Regions from separate parts of the Mus musculus genome. Here region 1 is linked to region 2. The links are chromatin contacts, called in public HiChIP or PLAC-seq maps. All regions are on one chromosome and are shown on one strand. The core of a region is the stretch at or near the end of the contact, and the rest is flanking DNA. Distances in the headings are between cores, read along the strand shown. Region 1 has its middle 140 kb from the start of Gm39256. Region 2 overlaps Wwox (WW domain-containing oxidoreductase).

The links. HiChIP or PLAC-seq counts read pairs in DNA pulled down with a chosen protein or histone mark.
Region 1: an H3K27ac HiChIP or PLAC-seq map of thymic regulatory T cells shows a contact between it and region 2, with 3 times the contacts expected there. The contact joins two enhancer-like sites. A contact is called at or near these places in 2 of 115 datasets of contacts at active chromatin or transcription factors (memory CD8 T cells and thymic regulatory T cells).

What each region holds. Positions count from the first base shown.
Region 1 is chr8:115,503,057-115,508,246 of GRCm38.p6, forward strand. No RefSeq gene overlaps it. Among named protein-coding and RNA genes, the nearest start is that of Gm39256, 140 kb to the right of the region's middle. Within about 2 kb of position 3,800, at least 50 of the 459 cell types and tissues checked have an H3K27ac peak or open chromatin away from gene starts, as enhancers often do. A contact at or near this core is called in thymic regulatory T cells, where this site is marked.
Region 2 is chr8:114,878,564-114,883,583 of GRCm38.p6, forward strand. All of the region lies in intron 8 of Wwox (WW domain-containing oxidoreductase), which reads left to right. Among named protein-coding and RNA genes, the nearest start is that of Gm39257, 80 kb to the right of the region's middle. Within about 2 kb of position 1,363, at least 85 of the 459 cell types and tissues checked have an H3K27ac peak or open chromatin away from gene starts, as enhancers often do. A contact at or near this core is called in thymic regulatory T cells, where this site is marked.

The sequences.
Region 1 (5,190 bases), core at 2,550-5,049, 630 kb after region 2:
TGTGGTCTGAGAATTTTCTGTATGCGTTATACCTCAGGAGCAATTTTAATGAAAAGTGATCACACATTATTAAAAATAGCAACATAAGTAATGGAAAAAATAAATATTCACTCCCAATGTGACCATCTTGAGATGTCACAGTTGTAAATATGTTTCTCTCCCTCAAATATTTTTGCATTCATCTGTAATGCATATATTTCATAAACATTTGCTTCAGTTGCTGCATAAGCCCAGTGGAAGGGGCAGGTGAGAAGGCTCCTTGAACAAAATGACTATCCTGTGCAGACCTGAGGAGTGGAATTTGGACCCCTAGTTCTCACATAAGAGTCATGCAGGCATGGCTGGCCAATTTCAATTCCAGCGATCAGGAAAAGGGAATGAGGGATTCCCTGGTCAAGCTGGCCAGTTACACTAGTGAAACTGGTGGTCTTGGAGGTTGAAAGAGAGATCCTATCCTGGTAAATAAAGTAGAGCATGACCAGGAAGACATGTAACAACAACCTGTGACCTCCACACACATATGACTTCATGTGTGCACACACAATACACACATACACACACACATATATACACACACACTACATATACACTATACACACCCCACACATATACCATGTACAACATACCCCCACACATACACTGTTACATGTGTCCCCTACCACCACATATGTACATGCACCCTCACATATGCCTTCGCACATACTCACACCACATAACACACACACAAACTTTACTTACCAAAAACATTAAAAAGTAAATCTAGCAAGCATATTGATTGACCTCTTTTCTTATTGTTGAGTATTTCAATTATTAAAATAATTTTGGAAAGATTTATTTTTTAATGATATATGTGCCTGAATGCATATGTACACACAAGTGCAGGTATGTTGGAGGCCACAATAGGGTATCAGAGCCCTTGGCTCTGGAGTTACAGGCAGTTGTAAGTCACCAAATGTGGGCTGAACTCAGGCCCCTTGGTGGCATAGCAAGCCCCTTTAACCACCGAGTCGTCTCTCCAGAGTCGTCTCTCCAGCCTCCATCTGATTACCGTTGTTAGTGCTCTTCACACTGTTTCTTTTTCTTTTCTTTTCTTTTCTTTTCTTTTCTTTTCTTTTCTTTTCTTTTCTTTTCTTTTCTTTTCCTTTCCTTTCCTTTCCTTTCCTTTCCTTTCCTTTCCTTTCCTTTTCTTTTCTTTTCTTTTCTCTTCCTTTCTTTTTTTTTGTTTTTGTTTTTGTTTTTCAAGACAGGGTTTCTCTTTATAGCCCTGGCTGTCCTGTAACTCACTTTGTAGACCAGGCTGGCCTCGAATTCAGAAATCCGCCTGCCTCTTCCTCTTGGAGTGCAGCACCACGCCCAGCCTGCTCTTCACACTGTTACAGTGACCCCTTTTCACTTTAGAAGAATCCCAAGCAACACTGTCTTGCTGCAGTTCAACATCTCAGAAATGGAATTATTCAATGAATTTGTATACATTTTCCAAGTGTTCCTTTAAACACTCAATGCCTGTTCTTATTTGGACAAGACTAAGAAAATAGAGTCTTCTCTCAGGACAATTACCCAGTTCTGTCCCAAGAATACAATTTTCTCTTTGCAAAGCTTTTTGAGATTCAGCTTCTGCTTGGAGCAAAGCAATTTGAAGCTAATTTGAGCAAGATCGTCTCCGGGTCGTGGACTTGGCCCACAAACTCTCTCCTAGCTTCTTGAAAGTAAATGGGGGCTCATCTAGCGTCTCTGCTTTTCTGGATTGGTTGTGTCTGTCTGAAGAATTGTACTGAAAGCTCTGAGTGTTCTATACCACTAGTAATGCCTGTTGTGACACTGAAATGGGGGAGCTATGTTGTTAGATATTTACCCAGCTCTTCTGCAGTCTAAAGAAAGTTCACTTCACTAGTGTGTCCTAGTGTTCCATTTACGCACAAGTTGTCAGAGTGAAACTGTTTGGCCAAAACATTTCTTTTTATGTTTTTAATTAAAATTTTTCTATTTTTATTTTATTTGGTGTGTGTGTGTGTGTGTGTGTGTGTGTGTGTGTGTGTGTACGTACATGGAGGCTAGAGATCAATATTGGGTAACTGTCTCTCTCAACCTTTTTTTTTAGACAGAGTCTATACCTCTATATGCCCCACTCTGTTACTAGGGTAATAAACACACCTTCATGGTTAGTTTTTATGTGGGGGTTGGGGCATCTGAACTCTGGGGTCCTCATACTTACATAGCAGGCACTTCAGCAACCGAGTCTTCTTCCTAGCCCATTTCAAATTATTTCTAAGACTTAGGCAGGAACAGGGGACACACAGAAGTAGCAAGTTTGTACAAACATGCACTTATGTTCACATAAATATGCACATATAACCACACACATGTGTACATACACTCACCCACATAAACACACATACATGCACACAAATGAACACACATACACATGGACACACATGCACACACATAGACACACATGCACCCCACACAGACAGACAGATGACAGACACACAAACACACACACACACACACACACACACACACACACACACGAGCTGCTTTTGAATATGAACATACTAGCTCAATCTAGGAAACCCTATAAGATTATGTTTTTTTTCTGGTCTTCAAGTTAAAATATCATTTAAATATCTTTTTATTAAGCAATTTACTAGACTTAAAACAACACATTGCTAGGCTGGGCATGGGAGTACACTTCTTTATTCCCAGTACGTGGGAAGCAGAGGCAGACAGATCTCTGACTTCTAGGCCAGACTGGTCTAAAGAGTGAGTTCTAGGACAGCCAGGGCTACACAGAGAAACCCTGTCTCAAACAACAACCAACCCCCAAACCAAGAAATGAATAAAAAATAGATAAATGAATAAATAAAAGGAAAAAATGAGACACATTGCTTTAGATAAGTAAAACAAATTCATCCAAAGAGGAAGTTCTTGTGCATATCTTCATTTTTCATTTTTAGGTGTAGAGAGGACCTGCTTTGGGGTTTTCAACATCTGATACACTATGGATAACAAACTACTCCATGTTATAAAGCCCTGGTCTTAAGCAGGAGAAATGGCTCAGGGGACAAAGGCATTTACAGCCAAGTTGGATGACATGAGTTCAGTCCCCAGTCCCAAATAGTTGAAGGACAGAATCAACTCTTGAAAAATTGTCCTCTGACCTCCTCTTGTGCACTGTGGGTGAGTCCTTGGGTTCTCTTTCTCTAAGACACAAGAATACTACTGTGTCCACGGTGTTCCTGGCCATCAAGGAAGGGTGGAAGTTAGAATAGGGATGACATGACAGCTTCTTTGGTTCCAGAAAGTCATGCTGACATGACCTCACTCATTTCTCCCGATACACTGGGATACAGGTTTCAGTGTCTGGTCTGCAGAAGACACAGCACAGGCAATTTCCATCCCTAGCATTTAGGGCGGTAACATCATTTTCCCATCCTCATGTTTTATGATATGTGTATTAACTGGTGTGCTTAGAAAAGAATAACCAACATATGATCTGTAACTTGTTCACTGCTCTACAGACTAGTGGCTTTAACTTTACCTCTTCCAAGCTGTATCACCCACTGTACAGAAAAGAAGACTGAGGCCAAAACATCACTGCTATTATAGGTCGGAACTATTGACTACTTCTATTCCAAAATAGAAACCATTGGCTCCACCACTTTTATATGACTTTGATTCGTTATTCATCTACAGGGTGGCCGCCTTGGGGATAATAGGGAAGTTGGCTTTCTAGTGTGGTCTGTCTGAAGGTTATAGGAAGTGTCTACAAAGCGTCCCGTGCCTGGGATCAGAGCTGCAACCCTGAAGATGCCAGGCCTAAAGAGCTTGTGGGGTCACCCCCCACTGGGGCCTCTCGGCACAGCAGAGAGGGCACGTGTGCCCACGAACCTGCATTCATTAGCTAGCAGCTGCAGCAGGAGATCAATGATAAGAAGAAATTGTGTACATCCGACTGCTTGTGCCTGCTCTCCCTACCAAGCACGTGACTTCCTATTAACGATATCTCTCGTCTTACCAAACCAATATTTCCTGTAAAGGGCTTAGACTAATTGTGGTTTTAACAAGGGTCACATTATGCCTTTCTGTGAGAGTGAACAAGCGTAGGTCAGACAGTCAGACGGTCGGTCTGGAAAACAGATCCATACTCCCAATCTTTAAGGCTGATGTGAAGAACAGATAAGTGTGTTTGCGATGTGAAGTTGCTCTGGGAAAATATAAATGGAGGAAAAAATGCACTCCAGAGAAGAGCGAACACTGTAGTGCCCAGAGAGAGTGAGCGGTGCCATACACACACAGAGGGCTGAGGTTCTCTTGGCTGAGTAATAGGAACAAGCAATCTGCTTGGATGAGAGATCCTGGAGGCTAACAGTGGGGAGTCAGTCAGGTGTCTGAATATTGTCATTCTGTCTGAGCACAGTGTCAGGGAATATCACATGACCATCCAAGGCCCTCTCCTCTTGGAGTGGACTATTCTTGTCCCTGTTCCTTCCCAGATACTTGGAAGTCCCAAAATGGGCGCACTTCACATTAGAACACATTGCCTTGACTAGCGTGCTACTCCACAGATTGGATGCATTTCAATTGAACTCAGAGTTCCTGCATTCAAGCTGAACCTTGAGACACAAGATGAAGACGAGAGAAAGGTTTGAACTTCCTCGCTTAACCCACATATGGCTCCACAGCCCCTTTTTCCTGTAGAGATGTCAAGTGTGATATGACAGGGCGCCATTTATTACACACCCTCCCCTATTCCTCTTTCTCTCACCCTGTCTCTTCCACTTACTTTAGGTCAGACTGAGAGATTCCCTACAGGGGAGCTTTCAACTAGGGTGACACTTCCCTGATTCTGATCCGTGTTCCAAAACGCCACAAGCAAAGTCACCAACCTAGAATATCAACATGTCAGACGAATTTCTTTTCTTTTCTCTCAGACACAATATAACCATTTTCCTTCCAGAGCAAGTGGGAATTTCATTTGGTAAATGAATCTCTAATCCTGCTAGGAGACCTCAAAACAACCACAACACAGTACTAATATTCTCTCCTCTTGCTTCCTCTGACAGATCTAATGCCGAACACATAGGCTTAGACCTTTATGTCAGCTCATAAAGTTGCAAATGTTCTATATGTGCACTGTTGGATGTGGATACACAAGGCCATCAAGCAAATGCATGCATATGGCCACTAAAC
Region 2 (5,020 bases), core at 113-2,612:
AGCTTCTCTGCCTTCCCTCTCTGCCCTATTTTAACCTAATCAGTACCAAGCGTGCAAAGGAAAAAAAGAATCTTATCAGGGAGGGAGCCAGTTTTGCGCACCCCCATTTCACAGATACAACACACACACTGACAAGGGCAGGTTTCTAACGAGTGAAGCCAATAAGCCGCTGGCCCCTGTGAAGCCACTACAAAGTCCCCTGCTTTTCCTAAACAGCTTGCCGCAAGGCCCACAGCTCTAGAAAGCAACCTGCAGCCTCCTGCATGCTGTGAAGTGCGAGGATGAGTTAGCCGCCCTCTTTCTTCTCTCCCTCCTGTGATGCATAAAGAGATTTCTGCAGGGCTGGTAGCTGCTGTCAGCCTGGGTTGAGCTCCCATGTGCATCAGACAGGGGAGTGGGGCTGGGAGTAGAACTCATTTCCTTCTTCATTCAGGTGTAGGTCACCTCAGGAGAGCAGGAGGGTCACTCTTGTGGCCCTCTTTTCAGGCTTCCTGTGGCTGAGAACAGTTCTAGCTGCTTCAGCCAAAGGGCCACATGCCCCTTGGTAGTCTAACACCATATAAGACAAGAAGAGGTCTTGGAGCTTTTGCTAGCTAGCCACCGTGGTTTAAGGCCGTGTTGTGCGGGCTAATGTTCCCATAGATAGCACGGTGGGTGTGACTGCACATGAAGTCTCATCCTTCTGCACCAGCGACCTTCTTTACATTTGGAGGGGAAGTTTTTTCCATTACCAGAGAGTCCCAGGAGTCTCTGAGGCCTTTCCTTCCAAATGCAGTGCCCAGGAGATTAGGGGTAAGATAAATAGCTGTCAGCGGAGAGCAGACAGTCTGCTTAGCATATGACAGGTAGCTTGTCACAAATCAAAAGTTCAAGGCTATCCTGGGCTAAATAAAGAGAGTCTGTCACAAACAAACAAGCAATCAAGTGGACCTTAAAAATCCCCAAGCTTGGAAAGGGCTTTCTACTGAAGGTGTTCGTCTCCTTCACCGGCTCCCTCACTCGGGCAGCAGAAATGATATCTCTCGGAGTGGGACAACAGGGATGTGTGTGTGTGTGTGTGTGTGTGTGTGTGTGTGTGTGTGTGTCTGAATTGGCATTAGGGATATGTGGCAACAAATTAGCCAGCAACCTGAAACCCTTGTGGGGTATGTGGGTCTCACTCATGAACACTGTCCAGAGGAGACAAGCCTGAGGCCCAGCAGTTGGCCCACCCAGTCAGAAGCTCAGGAGCATAGGCTTGTATGGCAGTGAGAGATAAGGGCTCAATGTGTGTATTCAGAAAGGAGGCAAAGCTACCCAGAGCAGTAGGGAGTAAGACAGCATGTTCCCGGGGTACTGTGGTTTCCCTTGCTGTAAGGGAAACCCCACCTTACAGACAGGAAGCCTCATCTAGTGTTACATGGGGCACTAGAAAGTCAGATGTGACACTTAAGTACATCTGCTGCCAAAACCGTAGCTCTTTTCATGGAACCCCTGGTTTAGAGACAAACAGATCCCAGACTTGCTGGAATCTGGCTCGGGAGCCCCCAGAATTAAATGTGTATGACCTTTTCAGTGTAGACCCCATCCCCACCCCAAGTTCTGTGCCTGTAGGATGGAAGCCTGCCTGTACCTGTAGTCTGTCCCTCAGGAAGCCCAAGGAGGAATGACACTGAACTTGAATGCTAAAATCTTAAGCCCTGTCCCAGGGACCACCTCCTTCTACGCCTGATAGGAAGAATGTGGTACAGTCAGCCTTGACATGGTCAACATCAAGATCATTAATATTATTATCTTCTTCCCTCTGTCATGACAAGCACTGGCTATCACATGAGAGAGAGAGAGAGAGAGAGAAAGAGAGAGAGAGAGAGAGAGAGAGAGAGAGAGCACTCTGGTGTTAGCTTTTCTATATGGCCTCAGTGAAGCCCAGTTTAGATGCCTTGGAAGCCAGGTCACAGAGGAAAACACCTTGTGTCACACAGGGCTCAAAGGTAGCTGTGGCAATGCAGAGGAAACCCTGACCTAATTGTACTGGTAATATAATTCTGTAACTCACCCAGCCACTGCAAAGGTGGGTGGACAGTTCCCCGTCCCTACTTCCCCCTGCACACCACCCTGAGGTCCTAGGAGAGAAGTCTGCACTCGAGCTGCAATTTTAAGGTGCCTCGAACAGGTCCCTGCTATTAAGAGTCGGTGGTTCCATGTCAATAGAAGATAGATATTAAATGAAATCCATGTTGCTGTTGATACAATCAGCCGCTCTCCAGCTCAGATGAAAGCTTCGATAACACAGAATGCAAGAGGAGGGAGCTAAGGGTTGTTGACTTCCTACTACACATCACTGGCTCCACTAGACACCTCAGAAACCTCAGCACGAAATACCTTGTCACCAAACCTGATATATCAATATGCTTAAGCATCAGACACTGAGAGCTGATGATTACAATAGAGGCATCCAGTTGGGGCATAGTCTCTGCTCCTGTTCTTTGGAATAAACAGGCTCCCGATTCAATGATGTTTTGCTTCTGTGGTTTCTTTCTCTTCCTGTTAGAAAATGTGGTGGCTGCTCCCCACCCCCCACCCCCACCTCCCCCACCCCTCACCCGATCACCCCAGCTCCTTTTGCTTACTGGAAGGGAACCTCTTTACTCCTGCTCTGAGACTCCCTTTAACCTTTCTGATTAATGGAAACTGGGGAAACAGTGGTTGACATCCAGAACCCAAGGGTGGTGTGGCTGTAAGGGCAGCATAGGGAGGTGCGGATAGGAGGCTCAGAGGGATCATGGGCAGCCAGCCTAGCCTACTAGACAAGTTAAAAGCCAGCGAGAGACCCTGTCTCAGAAGAAAAAGGAGGCTCATGGCCTGAGAATGAGCACCAAAGATTGACCTCTGACCTCCACATGCATGTGCATAGACGTTCACATGCACCGGCACTTGTGCACACACACACAAACATTCTTACACACAAAGACACACCGAAAAATGATAATTGGTGGATTTTTAAAAACTCCATATTTCTGAAATTCAAAGCATCCTTGCAAAATAAGTGCCCAACGACAGACGGTGACAAGAACAGGCCACTTAGCCTGGAAAGTAAAACGGGGAAGACATGCCCCACCCTCTCCACAGAAAAGGGTGCAGAAGGCCTTCAACCTCCAGGCCACCCTGTGATAACTGCTTCACGCAGTCAGAGCCAAGGCCTGGTCGGGGGCCCATTCTTCCTCTGGCCCTAGTTAGGTACCTACTGGGCTTGAGCTTACTCCCCTGGCCCTGAAGGGTACCGAGGAATGTGGGCTGACAGAAAGTGAATCACATGCCTTGAGTGCCTACCACTGCCACCAGATTCTACCTGATCCTCCTTGTTGCCCTATGGCGATCAGCCCCTTCCCCCTGATGGTGCAGGCAGGCTAGTCACCAGATTCCCTAAATGGAAGACTGGCTGCTTTCTAGAGCTTTTTTTCTTCTGCATGGGCAGAGGATTCCCTGTGGCCCAAGTGGACAGGGTGGAACAGGTGGCATCCAGCAGGCTCACCCAGTGCCTGTGTGGTATGTGGCTTCTCTCCAAGACACCTGCTCTGCTAATACACACACACACACACACACACACACACACACAGGCACGCTCGCTCTCCAGAGCTCTCCCACCACTCTCAAGCTCTCCTGATCCTTTACAGTAAACACCGCCCTCAGCATGTCTCCTCTAGACAGTTTCAAGATGAGGAAGGTGCCGTTTGTAGTCCCTATTAATAGATGGGCCACCTGCAGCTCTGAAGCTGGCTGGCAAGGGTGGAGTGACTTGCTGAAGGCCCCTGGTGGCTGGGGTTTGTCAGTGTCTGAGCCCAAGAGCTTGCTGGAGTCTGGCTTGCTTTTCTTGAATCTCGCTGCCTCCTCCTTATGACTCACTGTCCTTTCCCATCTTCCTTCCTTCCTTCCTTCCTTCCTTCCTTCCTTCCTTCCTTCCTTCCTTCCTTCCTTTCTTCCAGGGTTTTCTCCCAGGCAGGCAGCTTCAGAAAGGGACAGTCCTGCCGGCCTTGGGCTCTGATAAGATCTGTCTGGGCTGCCTTTGTCTGGGCTGTACCTGCCGTTTCCTGAATGGCCCTGTTAATTGCAATTGACTCTCACAGAATGCAGAGATTGGTGCCACTTGACACCAGATGGATGGCCATGACTTTTCCAGGTGCCCCAATGCAGGCTGGAGGGGAGAGGGGGGAGGGAGGAGGGGGGCAGGGCACTGGAGCGAATCCAGTTACAATAAAGTGCATCAGAACTGGAACTGGGCAGCTTTTTTGTTTCCTCTCTCTTCCTACTCACCGCCTCCATAGTGAAAGGACTGTAAAAGAACTCTGGAGTTCCTCTGGAGAGGTGGTGGAGAGTTAATTTCCTGCTGTAGCAGGCTTCTTGTCCTTTATCAGCTTCTAGCAGCCCTGGGCTAAATAGAAAACCCATTTTAGTGGTAGACAGACTGAGGCTGAAGAACCAGCCTGCTGTCCGATGTGCGTATTTGTTGTTTATTGGGTGGTACGGTGGGAGTGGAATAGGGACTGGGAACCGAGAGCCGGTTCAGCTGAGAGCCCCAAGGCCCCTGGAGGCCTTCTGTCGTCACCTGCTCCAACCCACGGAACTTCAGGCAGGGCATCAACGTGGCAGATGGGAGGCCCTGGTTCCAACAGTCCCCATAGATCATTTTGTAGGACCCTCCCATCAAATCTGTGGGGTCGGAATTATCCTGTCATTCTGTACATGAGAAAACCAAAGCTTGTGAAAGGTAATGTGTGTGTGTGTGTGTGTGTGTGTGTGTGTGTGTGTGTGTGTGTGTGAGAGAGAGAGAGAGAGAGAGAGAGAGAGCATACTCACATGATCCTGTTCAAGGTCACATGACGGTTCATTAGCAAACTGAGTAAACTCCTGTTAGTTCTAAGGACAGTTGCCCTGGGTTCCAGAAACACAGTGGTTTTCTCCGATTGAGCTGTGTGGTCAGGGCCAAGGCAGAGCAGGGACCTTATGGCCATTGGAAAAATCAAAAAAGAGGATTTTTTGGGTG